2 separate regions of the Oncorhynchus mykiss genome follow, and region 1 is linked to region 2. The links are chromatin contacts, called in public Hi-C maps. All regions are on one chromosome and are shown on one strand. The core of a region is the stretch at or near the end of the contact, and the rest is flanking DNA. Distances in the headings are between cores, read along the strand shown. Region 1 holds the start of atp5f1d (ATP synthase subunit delta, mitochondrial). Region 2 has its middle 19 kb from the start of cirbpb.

What was found. Hi-C and Micro-C count contacts between places; a contact is called where the count stands out from the background.
Region 1: a Hi-C map of liver shows a contact between it and region 2, with 2.9 times the contacts expected there. The contact joins the promoter of atp5f1d here to the enhancer-like site in region 2. A contact is called at or near these places in 2 of 3 Hi-C or Micro-C datasets (blood and liver).

What each region holds. Positions count from the first base shown.
Region 1 is chr5:62,280,487-62,284,747 of USDA_OmykA_1.1, forward strand. It overlaps atp5f1d (ATP synthase subunit delta, mitochondrial), which reads right to left and starts at 1,253. Exons shown (of 6, transcript XR_002473568.2): 1 at 990-1,253; 2 at 1-64. It overlaps LOC110524265 (voltage-dependent calcium channel beta subunit-associated regulatory protein), which reads left to right and starts at 2,568. Exons shown (of 10, transcript XM_021603753.2): 1 at 2,568-2,754.
Region 2 is chr5:62,108,329-62,112,835 of USDA_OmykA_1.1, forward strand. No RefSeq gene overlaps it. Among protein-coding and RNA genes, the nearest start is that of cirbpb, 19 kb to the left of the region's middle. Within about 2 kb of position 1,458, at least 4 of the 11 cell types and tissues checked have an H3K27ac peak or open chromatin away from gene starts, as enhancers often do. A contact at or near this core is called in liver, where this site is marked.

The sequences.
Region 1 (4,261 bases), core at 3-2,502, 170 kb after region 2:
TACCAAAAGCACCAGTCAGTGTGGGCACATCAACCTGTTTCACACTGGCCTCCTTGAAGTACACCTGGGAGAAGGAGAAACATAAGCAGACATTACTGTACTTGACTGTTATCACCTTTCAGATGAGAATTGAAGTGGGATGTTTCAATATTATCTGTGGAAATATACACAATCTGTGCATGCAGTACTAGATTGTTGTTTCTAATGAAGTATATGCATGTTTACTGAGGTGTTATGTTACTCCACTTTGAGGTCCTGGTGCATTGCAGATAGTTATGATGTTAATATGCTATTACTGCCTGACAGGTTAAATAGCAAGTGCATACTTCTCTCTTCAATTCATCTTTAGAGTTGACTGTTGAGTTATGTAGTTAGCTAGGTACGACATTATGTATCCAACGAAGCTAGCAAATAGCGTACTGTCAGACGCAAAGTGTACGGTTCAATTATACATAGCTTGCAGAATAGCTATACGTGTGGCTAAAAAGGTGCAGTCCGCACAAGACTGAATGCCAACGAGTTAGTAATAACGTTACTTTCTGATTTAATAACTGTTGAATAGTATTCCCTTTCTATTCTCAAGGTGACAGAATGACAGAAACTGCAAGGCCCTGTGACCAAACATTTTTGGTAGCTAACGTTAGCTAGCTAAAGTAGTTAACAATTGAAAGCCAGCAAGTGGCAACACTGACAGTAGGACTGTCAAAGTGGCTAGCTTTGTAGGCTTGGTTGGAAAATCCATGCTCGACCGTCCCTTTTTACAATTATGTGCACCAGACTGGTGACAAGTTCAAGCCAACTAAGACTGGTGACAGGTTCAAGCGAACTAACCACGCCTAAGCATATAGGTACATTTTGATAATATTTACATGAATAACTAGCAAAGTGCATAGGGTTTTCATAATGCCTATTAAAATGAGGAGCTAGCGATCTAGACAACTTACTACGTTAGTAGGCCCAAAAGCCTTGCCAACCCCGGATTCGCTTACCTGCGTTGGAGACGCAAATGTGAAGGACATCTGGGAAGAGCCTGAGGGTGCGTCGGCGTAACATCTTGCTTGCCTCAATACAGGAATAGAGCGACGGAGAAACCTTGCTGCCATCATTTTTGTGGAATAAATCTAACTCAGGTTCAACCCGAAACGAAAGGATCCCCTAGCCCTTGTGTGAAGTCAGTCAAACAGTGTGCGCCTGATAGGACAAGGACGTTGGTAACCTACCCACAATTCCTTATGAGTGCTCAAAGCATGAAGGGAAATGTAGTTATTTTCCAGAAGCGACGCATTCAATCCAAAAATTAAGTGTTTCATCTGAAATCAGTGTTTCGTTTAAAATCTTTAAAAATAAATAAGTTATATTTTGTGTATATTCTGCTATTGTAAATAACCAGAATAAGTATATGCTTATTTATGGTCGTGTGAAACATCTCATACTTTACTGCCAGAGTGTGGCACTGTTAGAATGTAAACAATTATCAGCTGTTGTTTAGTGCTATCCTCACCCTAACCTATCTCAGATAGGGGGGAGTGAGGCCTAAGAGGGTTGAATAAATCAGCAACAAATGTAAACTTCAGTGGGGTGAAGTCCCAAGGATTCCGCTTTTCATCCTTGATCGATCATCAGGTGTTGGTTGACCCATCAAGGTGGTTGATGCTGATTTATAAAACCCTCTTAGGCCTCACTCCCTCCTATCTAAGATATTTACTGCAGCCGTCGTCCTTCACATACAACAACCGTTCTGCCAGTCACATTCTGTTAAAGGTCCCCAAAGCACACACATCCTTGGGTCGCTCGTCTTTTCAGTTCGCTGCAGCTAGCGACTGGAACGAGCTGCAACAAGCGCTCAAACTGGACAGTTTTACCTCAGTCTCTTCATTCAACGACTCAACCATGGACACTTACTGACAGTTGTGGCTTTTTGCGTGATGTATTGTTGTCTTTACCTCCTTGCCCTTTGTGATGTTGTCTGTACCCTGTTTTGTGCTGCTACCATGTTGTGTTGTCATGTGTTGCTGCCATGTTACGATGTCGTCTTAGGTCTCTCTTTATGTAGTATTGTGTTGTCTCTTGTCGTGATGTGGGGTTTGTCCTATATATTTAATTTGTTTTATATTTAATCCCAGGCCTCGCTCCTGCAGGAGGACTTTTGCCTTTTGGTAGGCCTTCATTGTAAATTATTTGTTTTTAACTGACTTGCCTTGTTAAAGAAAATCATAAGTTAGCTTGTGATAGCCTACTGATCTGTCTTACCAGATGTTAGTAAATAATATAGAGCTGCAAGCAGGCCTACCCACCATGGGTGCTCAAATGGCCTACATTAAAGTAGTCTACTACATAAGAATGTTCAGAACATAACCTTATCATCCAGAAGACCTTTTCACTTTTCATCTTGTCAATCTGTATATACCTCTTCAATTAATTAATGAACCGATTCTTCATTCCAAACATAATATGAATTTAGGTGTACCTATTTTCATTATGTTCCACCAGAAGCCTATTCATAACATCACCCCCAAATACTTGAATTGAAGGGGGGGATGCTGATGATCTTCAGCACGCGCCTCCGCCTGCTCGTCAATCACTTACGTCACGTGGTGCGTACTTGACTGGTGGTGGGTGTGTCTTAAGCATAGGGTTTCATTCATAAATAGTTTTAGCTGTTAAAGCAACATTACAGTGTTCTGCGAAGGTTTGGCGCTATTGGCTTCTGCCTACTGTACGTCTCAATACATGGATCACCTGAATTGTAATTAGGTGAGTGGCATTTCAGTTTCTTTTGCACATGCATGTTTGTGAGGAACATCAACCCGTAGCTTTTCGGTTGCACATTGAATACCAGCCTAAGTCTGCAGATATAGAAAGGATGGAAACAGTTTGCAGTGTAAGGAAAGCTTTTCTATAATTATGTATTTGTGTAAATGGAAGGAAATCAATGTAATTGGAATAGTCGCTTCTAGAGCAGGCGCTCCTTAACACCCTTAACGAAATGGAAGAGCCTGTGGAACATGAGGCACGCACCGATACGCGTTCTTCTAGAATAGGCTATTATTTGGAGCGAGCGCTACACCTTTCTGTTGATCACAGCAAATTCATCCCAACGTCTTGGACTGTACAAATGAAATAGCATGGGATCCATACAGAGACAACCCATTAAGAAGTGGTGTGTTTTTTATAGCAACAAAGGCAAACATTTTGAATTCAAAATATTTTCGAAGGTCTATTGCCATAGCCATGTTTATGAGGAATGCAGCGGATTCATAGAGCAAGAAAAGGCTGCAATTTTGTTTTCCTACTGACTTACAGTAGCTGTCAACTGAACAGTCACCTTGTAAAATCAGACATGATTCATCATTATGCATGTAACAGCATTCAGACATGTGGTGAACTGTACATGATGGGTGGCTTATTTGCATGCATGGTTTTACAGTAAGCTACTTAAATTACAGTAAACATTCATGGGGTTTGCTTCACACTTTGAGAGTTACTGTAGTCTAATGCATCTTAATATGGGGAGGGGAAATTCGTAGGAATCCTACAGTACCATGGAAATACAACATACATTGACTGAGGCTTTTTTTTGCCTATAAAAGCCACTCACTTGCTTGTGAGACTATCTCTTGTGGGTTTCATCAGGGGCGTCATGCCCATAGGGGGCACAGGGACGTGTGCGCCCCCCCCCACAGATTTGTCCTGTTACATATACTTGCCAACTAGCAAGTTTATGAAGTTGCTTTTAGCTAGCCCAGATATGTTCCCAACCTCATAACTAATTAACAAGAAGACATTTCTGGCTATCAATCAAATTAGAGTAGATGGCTTGTCTTACTAAATAAAGGAAATACTAACGAAGTGTCTTACATTTTAGTAGACACTTATCTAGCGCATTTAGGGTTAAGTGTGTTGCTCAAGGGCACAGTGACAAATTTCTACCCTAGTTGGCTCAGGGATTTGAACCAGCAACCTTTCAGTTACTGTCCCAACACTCTTGACCTCTCAGCTACCTTCCGCCCAGGTAGCCCGATCAGCTTCAATGCACCTTGGCATTGGTTCTACAAGTGTCTGAAATGCTATTGGAGGGATGAAACACTATTCTTCTGTGAGTGTATATATATATATATATATATTTATTTATTTATTTATTTTATGGTTGTGGTGAAAAACGCTGTTTTAAGTGCGGATCCAGAAGCTTTTTGTGCCCCTTACATTTTTGGGTTGCATGACGCCCCTGGGTTTCATAACCACATCTTTACAATGATTAAAT
Region 2 (4,507 bases), core at 208-2,707:
CTTACATCTAATAGAAAATCTATGCCAAGACCTCAAAATGATTGTCTAGCACTGCTCTTAGAAACTTGCCCAGAAAGACTCACAGGTGCATTCGCTTCCAAAGGTGCTTCTACAAAGTATTGACTCAGGGGTATGAATACTTATGTAAATTAGATATTTCTGTATTTCATTTTCAACAAATGTGCAAATATTTCTAAAAACATGTTTTCACTTTGTCATTATGGGGTATTGTGTGTGTTTAATCAATTTAGAATGCAGGCTGTGTGTATTAAAGTGTGTATTAAGTAAAGGAGTATGAATATTCTCAAGGCACTGTGTGTGTGTGTGTGTGTGTGTGTGTGTGTGTGTGTGTGTGTGTGTGTGTGTGTGTGTGTGTGTGTATGTGTGTGTGTATGTGTGTGTGTGTGTGTGTGTGTGTGTGTGTGTGTGTGTGTGTGTGTGTGTCCATGCATGTGCGTATATTTGTGGTTCAGGTGCAGGCAGTAGAGGTGTGACAGGCCACATTATCACTGTGTTTGGTATTTTCCTGCCTTGCATTCCCTCCCTCGTTAATGGTGATAGACAGAGTGATTGAGTGATGGACACCCACTTAATTGCCACCTGCTGTCTCTGGCCTATGAGCCAGCTAGGTAGGTGGGGAGGGTAATGGCTGAAGAGGAGGATAAATATGATGCATCTCCTAGAGGACAAAAATACATGCCTCTGAACAGCTAATGTACTGAATGCTTATTAAGCTATAATTATACGTGGACATCATTTGGCATCAGTAAGTGTGTGTGTGTGTGTGTGTTTATACACCTATGCGTGTGTATGTGTGTTTATGCGTGTGTGCTCCCAAAAGCACATGTGGGTGTATGGTGGGTAGCTGAGATTTGCAGTAATAACCCGGGATAGGGAGTGAGGAGACAGGAAGAGGAAATACAGTTCACTGGCCGCCCACTACTTCCTGTGTCTCTGTCGCCTACTCATTCAGCCCACGGACCAGCACTGCATCTAAAACCAGTTTGTTTGGAGGCACTGAGATAGAGATACGATAGAAGCTCTAAGACAAACATAGTGAGAGAAGGCTTTGGAATGCTCCTTCTGAGGAAACAATGGCTCTGTCTGTCATGTCACTGCAGCAAGATTATGCAAGAAAAAACGATCCATTCCAGATCAGATGATCTCTGGCTAGATCTGTACGCTGAGTCACTAGGATTCATAAATACTGTTATGAGCAACATTACAGATAAGTTAAAGTCATGTAACCTGAATGTTTTTTATCTGTCACTTGTCTCAAGCTTGTCTCAAAGTACATCCCAATAAAACAGTCTGGACTTCCAAGGAAAAAGCGAAGATCTATTTTATGGCAGAGCTGGAGTAGCGCTTAGTGTCCACCAGGGGTCCTCCACTCATTAGCTGATGATTGTGACTGTCCTCTCTATCCCGAGAGAGAGAGCAGCTGATCTGTTCACTGTGACTGAACTGCAGCACATCTCTATCCAGTGACCCCAGTATAGAGCAGCTGTCTGAGGCACATTTCAAACCCTCTGCCCCCTTCAAGGCTCCAGACAACCATGCAGTCCAGTGACCCACTTACACTTACTGGAGCGGAGTAGCCGCTCCAGTAAGATGGGAATGGCTGATAAAACATATCTCTCTGGCAGAGTCTAACGAATAGCGAACCCTTGCCCTTTCGGGCTCCCACATCCCCATTGAACCTTCCGCCCACTCACTGAGGAATGTGGAGAGAGCAGGGAGGGGATACAGGGAGGAGGGGAGGGAGGCGGCAGGGGAGAAAGGGATACAGAAAATGGGAGGAGAGGAATAGCGATGGGAAAGAGAGGGGGGAGAAAGCTAGAGGGAAGGAAGAAAGAAAGAAAGGGAGGCAAATTATGAAATATGTTCATGTTATGCCAAGCTCTGATGCCTGAGCCATCTCATCTCATGGTATCTGCTTGCTGGGTCATGTTATGTCAGCCCAGGGCCTGTATGTTTTACTGTGTGTCCCCCAACAGAGATTTCTGTAGGCCTACATGGCCATATTTGGGTTGAGAGCATCCCCTGGTGTTTACTGAACAGGTGGACATTACAGAAGAAAATGGTCGCCCAGGATGTCAAACACCCACGCTGACAAACACCCTGTTGTGAATCATAGGCCTGTACAATGTGTCACTGTCTGTGTGGAATGATGTTTACCTGGAATACAACAATGGAATGCCCACTGAGCACAACACATCATTTCAATGTGAAGAATTGGGTTATATTTGATAGATACGTTGATGAGATTCTAACCTATTTTCACCTACTCAAAAACAGCCAAAAGTTTGTTGAATTTCCCTATGCTTTCAACCATCTTAAAGCATAACCAAATTCCAATGGAAATTGAAAAGCACACCAAAGATTAAATAAGAATACTATGTCAGATATTTTGTTTATTTATTCAACTTAATGTGTTATCACTGTACCTCATCTAATAGCACAAACAAATGACCTGGATTGCAGTTGAGATGACATTAAAAGTACATGGTCCAAGTGATCAAGACGTTTTGCAGATTATTATAGCAATTGACCTGTGACCCTGAATATGCACACTTTCTATGGTTACGTAAGAAGACATTTATTGTTATCGTAACCTCAAGATGTGGCCATGAATGTGTTGCTCGTTTTAATGGTTCGATAAATACTGTTACATTATTTTGTAAGATAGCCTTAACTTTAGGCTATTGACTCCCTTACAAAAGTAATATTGAATTGTGTTTGGTTGACAACGCAAACAAATATGAACATTTAAAGGAGCTGTATCTGTTGCTTGGATAGTTCCATCAGGGCCACTGACTTAATCGTATTCTTTGACTTTTATTTTTAGTTGAGATGTAGATGTGAATCCAACATATCATTTGTTAACTTGTCGACAATGATGCTACCATGATGACATAATCCTGTGGATATAACCCTCAAAACAACAGTTTACGTTGATAACTTTTTTCCAAATCCAACATATTTTCCACATAGATTCCATGTCACAATACGTTGACAAATTACGTTGAAACTACGTTGATTCAACCCGTTTGTACCCAGTGGGAGGTGACACCTGTGAAGAGGTTACAAAGCTTTGGGAATGAGGATAGTGGAGAAACACAGAGACTGTGGGTTGTGAGAGGAGGTGTGTTAATGACCAAAGTTGAACTAGCCTTATATATCACAGGGCAGCCTCATCTGAACGGCCTCGCTGTGTTGTAACTAGCAGCAAAACAAACCTTTTTTTATGACTCATGACATCATACACACCCTGAAGTGTTTGATTAACTTTGTTTTTCTCACCTCTTGTCAACAAGGCGCTTATATCCACTCTCTCTTTGCCAACTGGGCAACAGTTCTTCAAAGCACATTGGGAATGCTGAAAAAAGGGCTTGGTATGGGCAGAACGGCGCTCATTGAATGTGGAATTCCACTGCCGTCACGGCGTAAAGTGTGGTATTGTTGATAAAAGGTTAGCTGAAAAGAGCTCCTCTCCAGTGGACGCGCTGAACGAGTGGTGACATTTTGGTTGCATCAGCTCTATCTGATCAAAGCCAAATCTACAGAACTCTACACAATGACCTCCTATGCTGCCTTTTTTTTTATTTCCACAACAAAACTTCAATTGAAAATCCCCAAAATAACAATTCCATGATCATCAGAATGAACGATAAACAATAACATAACAAAAATGAATCTAGCACATTTATTCACTTTTAGGATGTATCTCTGGTTGTGGAGGTCTTTAAGGACATTTTGGAGGAGTGGAAACTCAGTGGGTGGAACATGAAGAGGTTTCACAAGTGGAGTCAGATGGTGGTAACACAGATCGTTAAAGCCACACACACACACACACACAGATGGCCACTGCCAGAGGGTCTCCCCTTTGAGAGATGCCCCCTGGAAAGAAATGAAGGAAAATATCACCGTTTCAAAGGTGCTGTTAAATGGCAGGACATGAGTATGTCTCTCCCTTGACCTTCATTGTCCCAGCCATCCATGCAGGTCAGGCCTGTGAATGTCACCTCTTTATTTTTCATTGTGAGGAGGAACAGGCAGTCTGCACTTAGAACTTGCCTGACTCCTCTATGCCTAAAGGCGTCCACATGCGAATCACTTTCACAGTTTGTGCGTATATTATGACGATAGGTTGTGACGTTTGTTCGTTTGGTCTTTGGTTCGTTTGGTTTTTTCGGCTGTCCGTGCATGTAAAACATTTTCTCGAGGCAAGCCGAAATTAAGTAGCCAAAGTCTACGCCCCTTTGATTGGTCAACAGTAGGGATTCTTCAATGAAGTGCTATTCATTCAACAAATGTTTTCACTTGAGAAATACTGCACCAAACATCTTAGTTAGATGTAAAATTGCGCGACTAAGACCTCCTCGGCAAAAATGTGAAAATGAATGACCGATTTCTTAATTTATCTTAGATGAATTCAGACTATTTTGAAGAAGTGGCTAAGGCGTCTCAAAAGGGTCAAACTACTATTGCCATTTTTGTCTAGTTT